Linked DNA regions of Sus scrofa: regions 2 and 3 are each linked to region 1. The links are chromatin contacts, called in public Hi-C maps. All regions are on one chromosome and are shown on one strand. The core of a region is the stretch at or near the end of the contact, and the rest is flanking DNA. Distances in the headings are between cores, read along the strand shown.

The links. A called contact is a pair of places that touch in the nucleus more often than the background predicts.
Region 2: a contact with region 1 is called in a Hi-C map of liver, with 6 times the contacts expected there. The contact joins the promoter of LOC100737582 here to the promoter of ZNF283 in region 1. A contact is called at or near these places in 1 of 5 promoter capture datasets (liver), 5 of 47 Hi-C or Micro-C datasets (heart right ventricle, liver and skeletal muscle) and 1 of 2 datasets of contacts at active chromatin or transcription factors (alveolar macrophages).
Region 3: a Hi-C map of skeletal muscle shows a contact between it and region 1, with 2.3 times the contacts expected there. The contact joins the promoter of ZNF404 here to the promoter of ZNF283 in region 1. A contact is called at or near these places in 3 of 47 Hi-C or Micro-C datasets (heart right ventricle, liver and skeletal muscle) and 2 of 2 datasets of contacts at active chromatin or transcription factors (alveolar macrophages and skeletal muscle).

What each region holds. Positions count from the first base shown.
Region 1 is chr6:50,648,909-50,652,009 of Sscrofa11.1, forward strand. ZNF283 (zinc finger protein 283) reads left to right here and starts at 1,569. Exons shown (of 4, transcript XM_021094487.1): 1 at 1,569-1,726. The coding sequence starts at 1,651. LOC110260998 (a long non-coding RNA gene) reads right to left here and starts at 1,493. Exons shown (of 2, transcript XR_002344676.1): 1 at 903-1,493; 2 at 1-792.
Region 2 is chr6:50,771,303-50,774,403 of Sscrofa11.1, forward strand. It overlaps LOC100737582 (zinc finger protein 226-like), which reads left to right and starts at 1,583. Exons shown (of 13, transcript XM_021097546.1): 1 at 1,583-1,742. LOC110260999 reads right to left here and starts at 1,447. Exons shown (of 2, transcript XR_002344680.1): 1 at 1,217-1,447.
Region 3 is chr6:50,719,885-50,722,985 of Sscrofa11.1, forward strand. It overlaps ZNF404 (zinc finger protein 404), which reads right to left and starts at 1,649. Exons shown (of 5, transcript XM_005655939.3): 1 at 1,549-1,649; 2 at 640-719. ZNF45 (zinc finger protein 45) reads left to right here and starts at 1,736. Exons shown (of 7, transcript XM_021094497.1): 1 at 1,736-1,872.

The DNA.
Region 1 (3,101 bases), core at 319-2,818:
GGGAGAAGCATACCATGCAAATGGTAACCCAAAGAAAGCAGGAGTGGCCATACTTTTATTACATGAAATAGACCTTGTCAGAAATTCAAGTGGGGCGTAAAAATACCAAGTGAAAACACCTGAAAGCCTACTGCTTTGTGATAATGATTCTCGGTATTTCTTAGTATCTTCTAACACATATACATGTAAATAACAGATATATGTATTTTACGCATTTAACAGGCTTTTTTTCTTACATCACCTATCAGTTTCTCCTCTGTACATATTTACCTTCACAAGCTCCTACACTACCCTTGTGTAGAACACTTAAAAATATGATATGCATATCCCATGACTTTTTCCATGTTCATACAATCATACGAGGACAGTTATTCAATTGCTATATTTAAATTTTTTAAATTTCATCAAAGATAAATTATAATTACTGAAGAATATATTTTAAAAGTATATAATTGTGTAAATACAATCCAGCTTAAGAAAGAATACACGAATAACTTTGAATCAGCTTGCAAATTTATCTCTTCATCTTCCTGGTTTCTTGTAGTTTCCACATTCCTGAATTTTATTTATCATATCTTTGTTTTTTATTATGAACCACTTATGCAAAAAATGTTTTGCCTCTTTTTAAAATTTTATGAATGGATCTAAAATGTATGTATTTTCTATGGCTCTTTGCTTATCATATTTGTTAAATTCAGTAATTTTCACTGCTGTGCATTATCCCACTGTAGATATACTCCACAAGATGAATGTGTCTTGCTTTTTCAATCCAAGCTGGAGGATGGTGATCCACTTTCACAGTCACCATGGTATGCACACAAAAGAAAAGCCAGTTAGAAAAAAACAGCTTACAAATATTTTCATCTTCAATTACATTAACAGAAACACACAAAGCCACAGACCTCCTCAAGTCTCAGTCCTACAGAGACCTTCTCACAGGTCCCCCTGTTCACAATGTCCATTCGCGACCACTTTTCGTTGCTTTCCAGCAATGGTGTATAACCTCTAATAAAAACTGCCTCATATCTAACAAAACAAAGATTCAAATTTGTAAAAACTGTCCTGCGAATATAAACAACTGTACACAGGGTTCCAGACCCCGAATCGGATCCACAAGCTCACCCAAAGCAAGACACCTTCATCTTTTCAACTGCCAGACCTTGCTCCAGTCTCTTGTACACAGGTAAGCTCGTGGCACCACTCAGGGTCACTTCCATGGATTTTATCCCGGATACCCCCGCTCACTGAGGCCTAAGTCCCTAGTCATCCCCGCCCCCATTCCCACCTCCACCCGTTCTGGACTCCCGAATGCGTTCCTCAGTCTTCTTTGAGAACGTCTTAATTCACCCTCAGCCACACCAAAGTCAAGTGAGCCACAGGGTCGCCCAAGACCCGAACTAATCCCTCCAGCAAAGACCGCGCAGCAGAGATCCGCTTGCGCTTCGGAAAACATTGCCTCTGAGAGGCGGAGCAGAGTTGCATGTCGGGAGCATTCTGAAGGTCCAGGTTCCCAGCTTTCGGGGTTTGCCTGCCGAGGACTACATTTCCCAGAAATCTCCGGGCACAGGTCTTCTCGGGGCGGGGCGAGTTTGCCTGAGAAGAGCGCTTAGAAGCGCCGAGCCTCTGAGGATTTTCCGGCTCTTATTTCCCATGAGCCTCTGGGCCCAAACCAACCTCTGTTTCTGCGTCCCTTTCCCGTGTCTTCAAGGTTTTTGGACTCTGCGCGGTGAGTTGGTCGTGTCCCTGGAAGTAGTCAGCGCCAGGTGGGGGTGGGAGGGCTCAGTTGACTTCAGAGCGGGATCAAAACCTGCAGGAAGGGTGGGCGTGACACCGCGAGGCGCTAGAAGTGAGAAGGCCCCGGGCGCGGATAGGGCGTGTCGTGCCTGGATCCTCAAGCCCGTGTTTGAGCGAGCGGCTGAGAGGTTGTGTGTGACAGACGGCGTTACAAGGCCGGGGGGGATGTCTCTGTAACGGTGTCTGCGGCTGGGGATGTGTGATGGGATGATGAAAAGCGTGGCCTTGTTTGTCGGTGTGGTTTGCTTTGGCCCGAGGCTCTGGGTTCCCTCTAGACTCTGTTAGGGGTTGCTAAAGTTAAGTGACCGTAAGACAGGAAGTCCTGTAGGAAGCCCTAGAATGTACGTCCAGCAGGAAGGCACAGATCTAGTATTGGGATGAAAATTTGACATCTAGAAGAGTCCTCGTGGCAGCCTTCTGGGAAGACATGGTGCGGAGGTCTCAAAGGTAGGAAAAATTACCTCCTTGAGGGCCTGCTCCATGTTTCAGAGTCTTTACCACCAGACCTCTGCTCCCAAGAATTGCTGTCAATTCCAGCTTCCCTTTTTCCTCCTCATTTTTTTTTGTTAGAAATTGAAGTATAGTTGATATAAATGGTGTGTGAATTTCTGCTGTACAGCAAAGTGACTCAGTTATATATATCTTTACATATGCATTCCTCTTCATATTCTTTTCCATTATGATTTATTTCAGGGTATTGATTATAGTTCCCTGTGTTCTACAGTAGGACCTCGTTGTTTATCCATCCTTTGTATAGTAGTTTGCATCTGCTAACCCTAGACTCCCACTCCATCCCTCCCCTCCCCCTTCTCCCTTTAGGCAAACACAAGTCTGTTCTCTGTGAGTCTGCTTCTGTTTTGTAGATAGGTTCATTTGTGTCATATTTTAGTTCCACATGTAAGTGATATCATAGGGTATTTTTGTTTTTCTTCCTTTACTTAGTATGATAATCTAATTCCATCCATATTTCCAGCTTCCCTTTTAATTCCGTTTGTTTACATGTGGATGAAGGCAGATGTGGCCCTGGAGAGTGTCTTGTTTATGTTTTGTTTTGCTTGTTTTTAATTAAGTCTGTTGGTGTTCCAAGAAATACTGATGTCTTAGGATTCCCCGAAACCCCCACCCCCTGGCCCTGGCATTGCTGTGGGGTTTCAGAGAAGGACCCTGAGGGGGAGGAGGAAAGAACTGTTGCATAGTAAAGTATCAGGGTTCAGATGAATTTGTGTTTTCTTTTTATTCAGACAGTTGCTTTGTTTTTACCTTTGGTTTTTAGATCATAAGAATATTTGCTTTCTTTGGCCTGAAAT
Region 2 (3,101 bases), core at 333-2,832, 120 kb after region 1:
CCAGAGCCACAGCAACACAGCAACACAGGATCTGAGATGCATCTGCAATCTATACCACAGCTCATGGCAACGCTGGATCCTTAACCCACTGAGCAAGGCCAGGGATCGAACCCGCAACCTCATTGTTCCTAGTCAGATTCGTCAACCACTGAGCCACGACAGAAACTCCAACATGTGTTTTTAAATTACTATTGTAATAAAGATACTTTAACCAGAAAATATAAAGGAAAAACTCTTAATACAAAACATCTTCCCTCACCAGTAGACTCCTCACTGCTCTAACATTAAATCATAGGCTTTGGGAGTTCCTGCTGTGCACAGGATTGGCAGTGTTTTGGGATTCCTGGCCCTGGCACAGAAGGTTTAGGATCCATTGTTGCTGTAGCTGCAGTTTTGATTGTAATTGCAGCTTGGATCTGATCCCTGGTTTGGGAACTCCATATGCCACAGGGTGGCCAAAAAAAAAACAACAAAAAAACAAATCATAGGCTTTGGGAGTCAGCCTTGGCATTGGGAGTCCAATGCCAAGATTTTCAGCATTGTTAATGCCGTTAATTAAAGGTAAAGAAGTAGCCTTAGCCATTAATGTACTTTTTTTGTTTTGGTCTTTAGGGCAGAACCCTTGGCATATGGAGGTTCCCAGGCTAGGGGTCCAGTCAGAGCTACAACTTCTGCCTACACCACAGCCACAGCAGCGCAGGATCCAAGACGTGTGAAACCTACACCACAGTTCATGGCAATACCAGATACCTGACCCACTGAGTGAGACCCAGGGATTGTTTCTGCTGCACCGCAGTGGGAATTCCAACAATTTCTTAACTTCTCTGAAATTTAATGTTTTCACCTCCAAAGTAGGTATTGTAATAACCTCAATAAAGGAAAAGCAATTTTCCATAAAACAGGCTCCCACTTTGGCCCTTTCAAGTTGTTTTTCCTGCCAAACCAGTGATACCACAGGGTCTGGAGTTGGGTTAATACCTTCTTCGTTCATTTTTCCACCCAAATCATTCTACCTCGCCTATTCTTTAGCCTTATACTGTCAGATTATACTCAAATTACTCTCCTTTTAATCACCTACCGTCCCCTAGTCATTCCTCAGTTAATTTTTTGAAGGTTTTATCTCCTCACTTCCTCCCCCGCCCCCCCTCCCGTGCCAACAATACTGCTGCCATAATTGGGAGGATTTCTACTTCAAAAAGTCGTGTCTGTGGAATACCTTCGCGGGACGACTCAGGAGCAGACTCTTACTACCACCACGGAAGTCGGGACTGTGGGATTCTTTCCGCCCTGGCATCCTGGGAAGTGGAGGCAAGAAACTTCCTGCGCCCCCAACACGTCTACCTGGAAGGTGAGACTCCCGATGGTTTTCCTTGGTATTCTAGGAAGTGTAGTCCAGATGCTCCGCGTAGTCGCTTGCACTTCCGTGGGCGTGGGTGGGAGGAGGGTGGTGCCTGGTGCATTCTGGGAAGTGTAGTCCAGATCCTCTGCGCACCAATTGCACTTCCGGGGGTCTGATGCATTCTGGGAAGTGTAGTCCAGCCGCTCCGCGAACTCGTAGGCACTTCCGTTCCCCGAGTGTTAGTTTGCTGGTGTTTTCTGTGGGGGCGGTGCGTCAGTTCCGAGTCTAGCTGGCCCTTCTGAACTTCCTGGATGTTTGCTCGGGAGCCGCAAGGACTTGACAACAGATTTAGGGGAAAAGAATCTTTGGCGGAGAGCACAGGTACCCAGGCGCAAGGACAGCGGTGTGTATTCCCTACTCAGAGCCTCTGTGCATTGAGAGTCGTCTCTTTACCCAGATAGGGCACGAACTCTAATTGCGTATCCCCAGGATTGAGAGTTCTCCTGCTCTCAGCTCGCCCAGTCCGCCTCCCTACACTTTTCACGCACCCTTCTGTTTCCTTGCGTTGGGAGTTAATCTCCTGGTGCCTCTTGTTGCTTTTCTTTAAAATATTAGGATATTAGGACTTTCCTGATACAATCGTTTGGGGACTTAAAAGAGATGGTACAAATTGACGTCTTAACTAGTACCTGGCACGTAGTGAATTAACATCTCTTCTTGATGTTAATTTACCCTGGAGCGGTTAGGTCCCCGGGTTAGGGTCAGAGATCCAGCTTCAGTGATTCTTGCCCTTCTGTCTTTGCCTGTGTGATGCTGGATAATCCCGGACCTATTCTGACTTTTTTGGAGGGAAAGGTGAGGATTGCTTCCAGATTGCTTGAAGGGAGGGGAGGCTTTAACTTTAATCAGAGACGGGGACTCGATCGTCGCATTCCACAGCGTTCTTTCTTTCCCCAGCGTGATTTCTCAGAAAGGGCTGCACTGAGGTAGAAGGAGTGACTCCTGGGCTACTGAGAGCAATGCCCGGAGTAAATGAAACTTGACATCCTTTTTTTTTTTCCAATGGTGGGCACATCAATCAGAGGATATATAGAACGTGTAATTGGACATGGGTATTGTTGGTAATTAACTTCAGATTTCTGGCTGCGAAGCAGTGGGTTAAGAATCCGTAGTTGCCGCAGCTGCAATCCCTGGCTCAGAACGAGGGTGCGGCCGTAAAATAAAATTTTAAAAAACTAACTTCGATGATGAGGGCTTTGCACAAGTAAGTATATTATGCCACATCATGGCTCCGTGAAGAAACATTGCATTTTCCCTATTCTGTAAAATGGGATTGAGACCTAGGGAGCTGTACATTATTTGCACATAGTCACCCACCAAGTAGGAGGCCAAGTTGGGGTTGGAATTCAGGCAGCCTGAGTCCAGAGCTTGAGTTCAGAATCTCTTGGATGTAATTCTCCTTAAGCCTTAGGAACTAGGTGGAATCAGGCACCCTAGCTAGGACTTGGTTGTGAGGGACCTTAAAATCTAATCAAATGGGCTTAGACTTTTCAGTGAGTTTTTACAAACTTTATCAACTATTTTGTTTTGCTTGGTTTTCTGGAGTTTTTTGTGGAATTTTTTTTTTTTTTTCATTTTAGGGCTGAGTCCATAGCATATGGAGGTTCCCTACACAGCAACGCAGGATCCTCAACCCACTGAGTGAGGCCAGGGATTGAACCCGCAACCTCATGGATCCTAGTCAGGCTCATTAACTGCTGCC
Region 3 (3,101 bases), core at 399-2,898, 71 kb after region 1:
ACATTTTGTCACATTTAATGTTATTATGCATTTACCATCATTAGAATAAAACCTCTAAGGTGTAAAATCCATTTTCCTTCACAGGGTTCTCATAATTTGATCATATTGAGGCATCACTGCTCTAGACAGAATAATATCTCTTCTCTCAATTCCCAAGGCAGCTCACCTCAATTTCCCGAGTGGAATTTGAGATCCTCTATCTTGCTTATTCCTGTTTTTTTCATGTCTTTACTGGATAACAAGTCATTTGAAGATAGCAACTACACCTTTTCATCATTATATGCCAATGAGTACAAGTATAAATGTCTGGTATTTGACTCAAATTTCAAACTAGTAAGTTCATCCTTAGCTTAGGACTGTAAAAGGACATAAAGACCTATGCATAATGATGTTCATTAAAGACTAGTTTAGTACATTAGTTTTTAGCCAACAATAGAAACATAATAGCTAATCGTAGAACATGGGTTAAATTAATTATGGAGAGAAGGGCTTGGGGACCCTGATAAGGGTGATTCATCTGCATGGCCCTGCAATTTATAGATATGTCACTATTAGGCAGGACATTTCAGCAGAAGGAAAAGATGGATTCATGCCTTTAAAATTAAAGTGTGTTTTATGAATAATGAGGAAACAACTCACCTGAACTTAAACTTTTAGATGTGTAACAAAAATTCTTTCCTCTCTCAGGATCCTTTTTTAAATTTAAGAGACCAGCAGCACTGGGAAAAAAGAAGGCAATCATGAGCCATCAGGATTTTCTTGGACTGCATATTCATTTACAAAACACCCTCCCTCCATGACCAGACCCTCTCACCCAGGCCATCACACACAACCAGATGGGAGTAGAAAGGGGAGTGGAACAGTGTTGACTTTCCCCAGTATAAGAGAGGCCAGGGTCATTGATGTCTAGTTCACAGTAGGTTCCTGGGGCCAGAAATGCTGTGGTTGTGAAACATACAGCCGGACCCCTTGGAACTTTCAAGGGGGGTCCTTCCAAGGAGGGAATCCTACTCCTGGGACCTCATCATCAAGTCTTCCCAAAGGCCTGTCTTGGGGCTTCAACCAACTTCAGGAAATCTCATCTCATGATCGAATCTGTGTCTTCTCGCTGGGATCCTCCATTATTTCATTCTAAACCTCAGCATCTGGCTTTCACCCTTTACCGGGTTCAGACCCCAAGTGGCTGTGAGGCGAGAGGGCTGAGGAATCTGCCGAGCTAGAGCCTGGAGTTCCAGTGACAGCCCTCACGGCCACACAAACTTCGCTCATCCATATGCCATGCAGTTAAATAACAACCTCCCAGTTAAATAATGACGGGCACATCGTCAAGAAGACACGTCTACACACACCCACACACTCTCCGCAGGCATAAAAATCTCTGCTGTTCAGGCAGACAAGGGCCCGAGGCTCGAGGCCCGACACGCCCTGTCCGCGCCCAAAGCATCCTCGCCTTGAGCACCTGTCCCCCCAACCGCGGGTTCCTGTCAGCTGCAGTCGGGGATTGTGGAAGCCTTCGCCGATTTTTATCTATGGATATGATCTACTTACCACGTAGGTACCACAGCTGCTCGGCCACCGGAAGAGGACCCGGGGACCGAGGTTGCTGTCAGCCCGGTGCCTTCTGGGAAATGCAGTCCCGCCCGCAAGGGCCTGGCGCCGGAGACCCGCGGTGCGCAGGCGCAGGCGTGTGGCTGCGCTTCGCGGAGAAAGACCAGAATTCGGGAGGGTGGTGGTTTCCGGTGGTCCCGCGTGGAAGGGCGAGTGGGATCTGAGTCCAGGCGGTAGGAGGCCGAGCAGGCGCTGAGGAACTTGAGAGTCTCAAACCTGCGTGCAGGAGGAGGCGGCAGGCTCCTGGGTGCGGCGGTCCCCTGGGTATGAGCTCTGTGGACTTGAATCTTTCATTCCCCACCAAGGTAGCATCAGCACCTGCAGTAGCGCCGGGAGCACAGCTGGCGTTAAGTGTGCATTTGTTTAAAGAAAGGACGCCTGGGCGTGTGTAGGTGTTGGCGTTTTCATTCTCGGTGACATTGTGGGACCCATTATAGGTCTGTAACCATGTAGATGGGGTTGTGTTTTTGCTTGTGGTTTGTTTCCTAGTGTGGATATGAAAATGGTTAATGTTTCAGATTTTGAGATATGATAAAACTTGTTAAGCACCCTTCCTCCCCACTCCTCCATCCCCACCTGAAATTCTTGTGCCGTCACTTGTCTTTCTCTCCTTTGGAGGCCAGGTGTGGCAAACTTTTGCCAAAGGCATATTAGAGAAGCCGACTCATCCAGTAGACACAGTAGGAAAAATGTCTAGGGCCCACAGTACTTTTAGGGGCCCATAAAAAAGTCTTTTTTTTTTTTTTTTTTCCTTTCTAGGGTCGCACCTAAGGCATGTGGAAATTCCTGGGCTGGGGGTGGAATGGTTCTTTCCCTGGCTGTCTGGGCACCTTGGGAATGAAGTTTGAATATGTGTTTTAGTCTCCTAATAAAATTTTCTTTCCCAGACTCTTTGGGAATAGGTAGTAAAAAGTTTGAGTGTTTTTGTGACTATTGAATTATGTAATAATACATTTTTGAGGTCCATGAGACTCTGACTTTAGTTATGAGATTATATGTTTTTATCTGTGAGTATGACTTAAAATTAAGGTGAGGTTTTGGAAGATATGCTTTTCTTATGTGTGCTTTCTGTGGATATTGTGAATGTGGATCACTGTGTGAACAGGCTTATTGACTGAGAAACTGCATGACTCTGAACTGAATATGTGTGATTTTAATTATATGAATATAGAACCCTGTGATAGTATATCATTGCATATGTTTGTGAGTGACTGTAAGCCACTTTACTCCTCTCAACAGTGAAAGAGAGAAATGTTGCATCTTTTTGGAGCAGTGACTTCAAGATTTGGATAAAAAGGATTTCTATTTATCTGGCAAATCATTTGTGTTTTTTGTTTTGTTTTGCTTTGCTTTGCTTTGTTTTGTTTTGTTTGTTTTTTGCACCTGCAGTGTATTGAAGTTCCAAACTCATAGGCACTTTCCCACCCCAGAGGTAGCCATTACTGCAACTTCTGTTATAGATCAATTTTACCATTTTTTTTTTTTGGTCTATT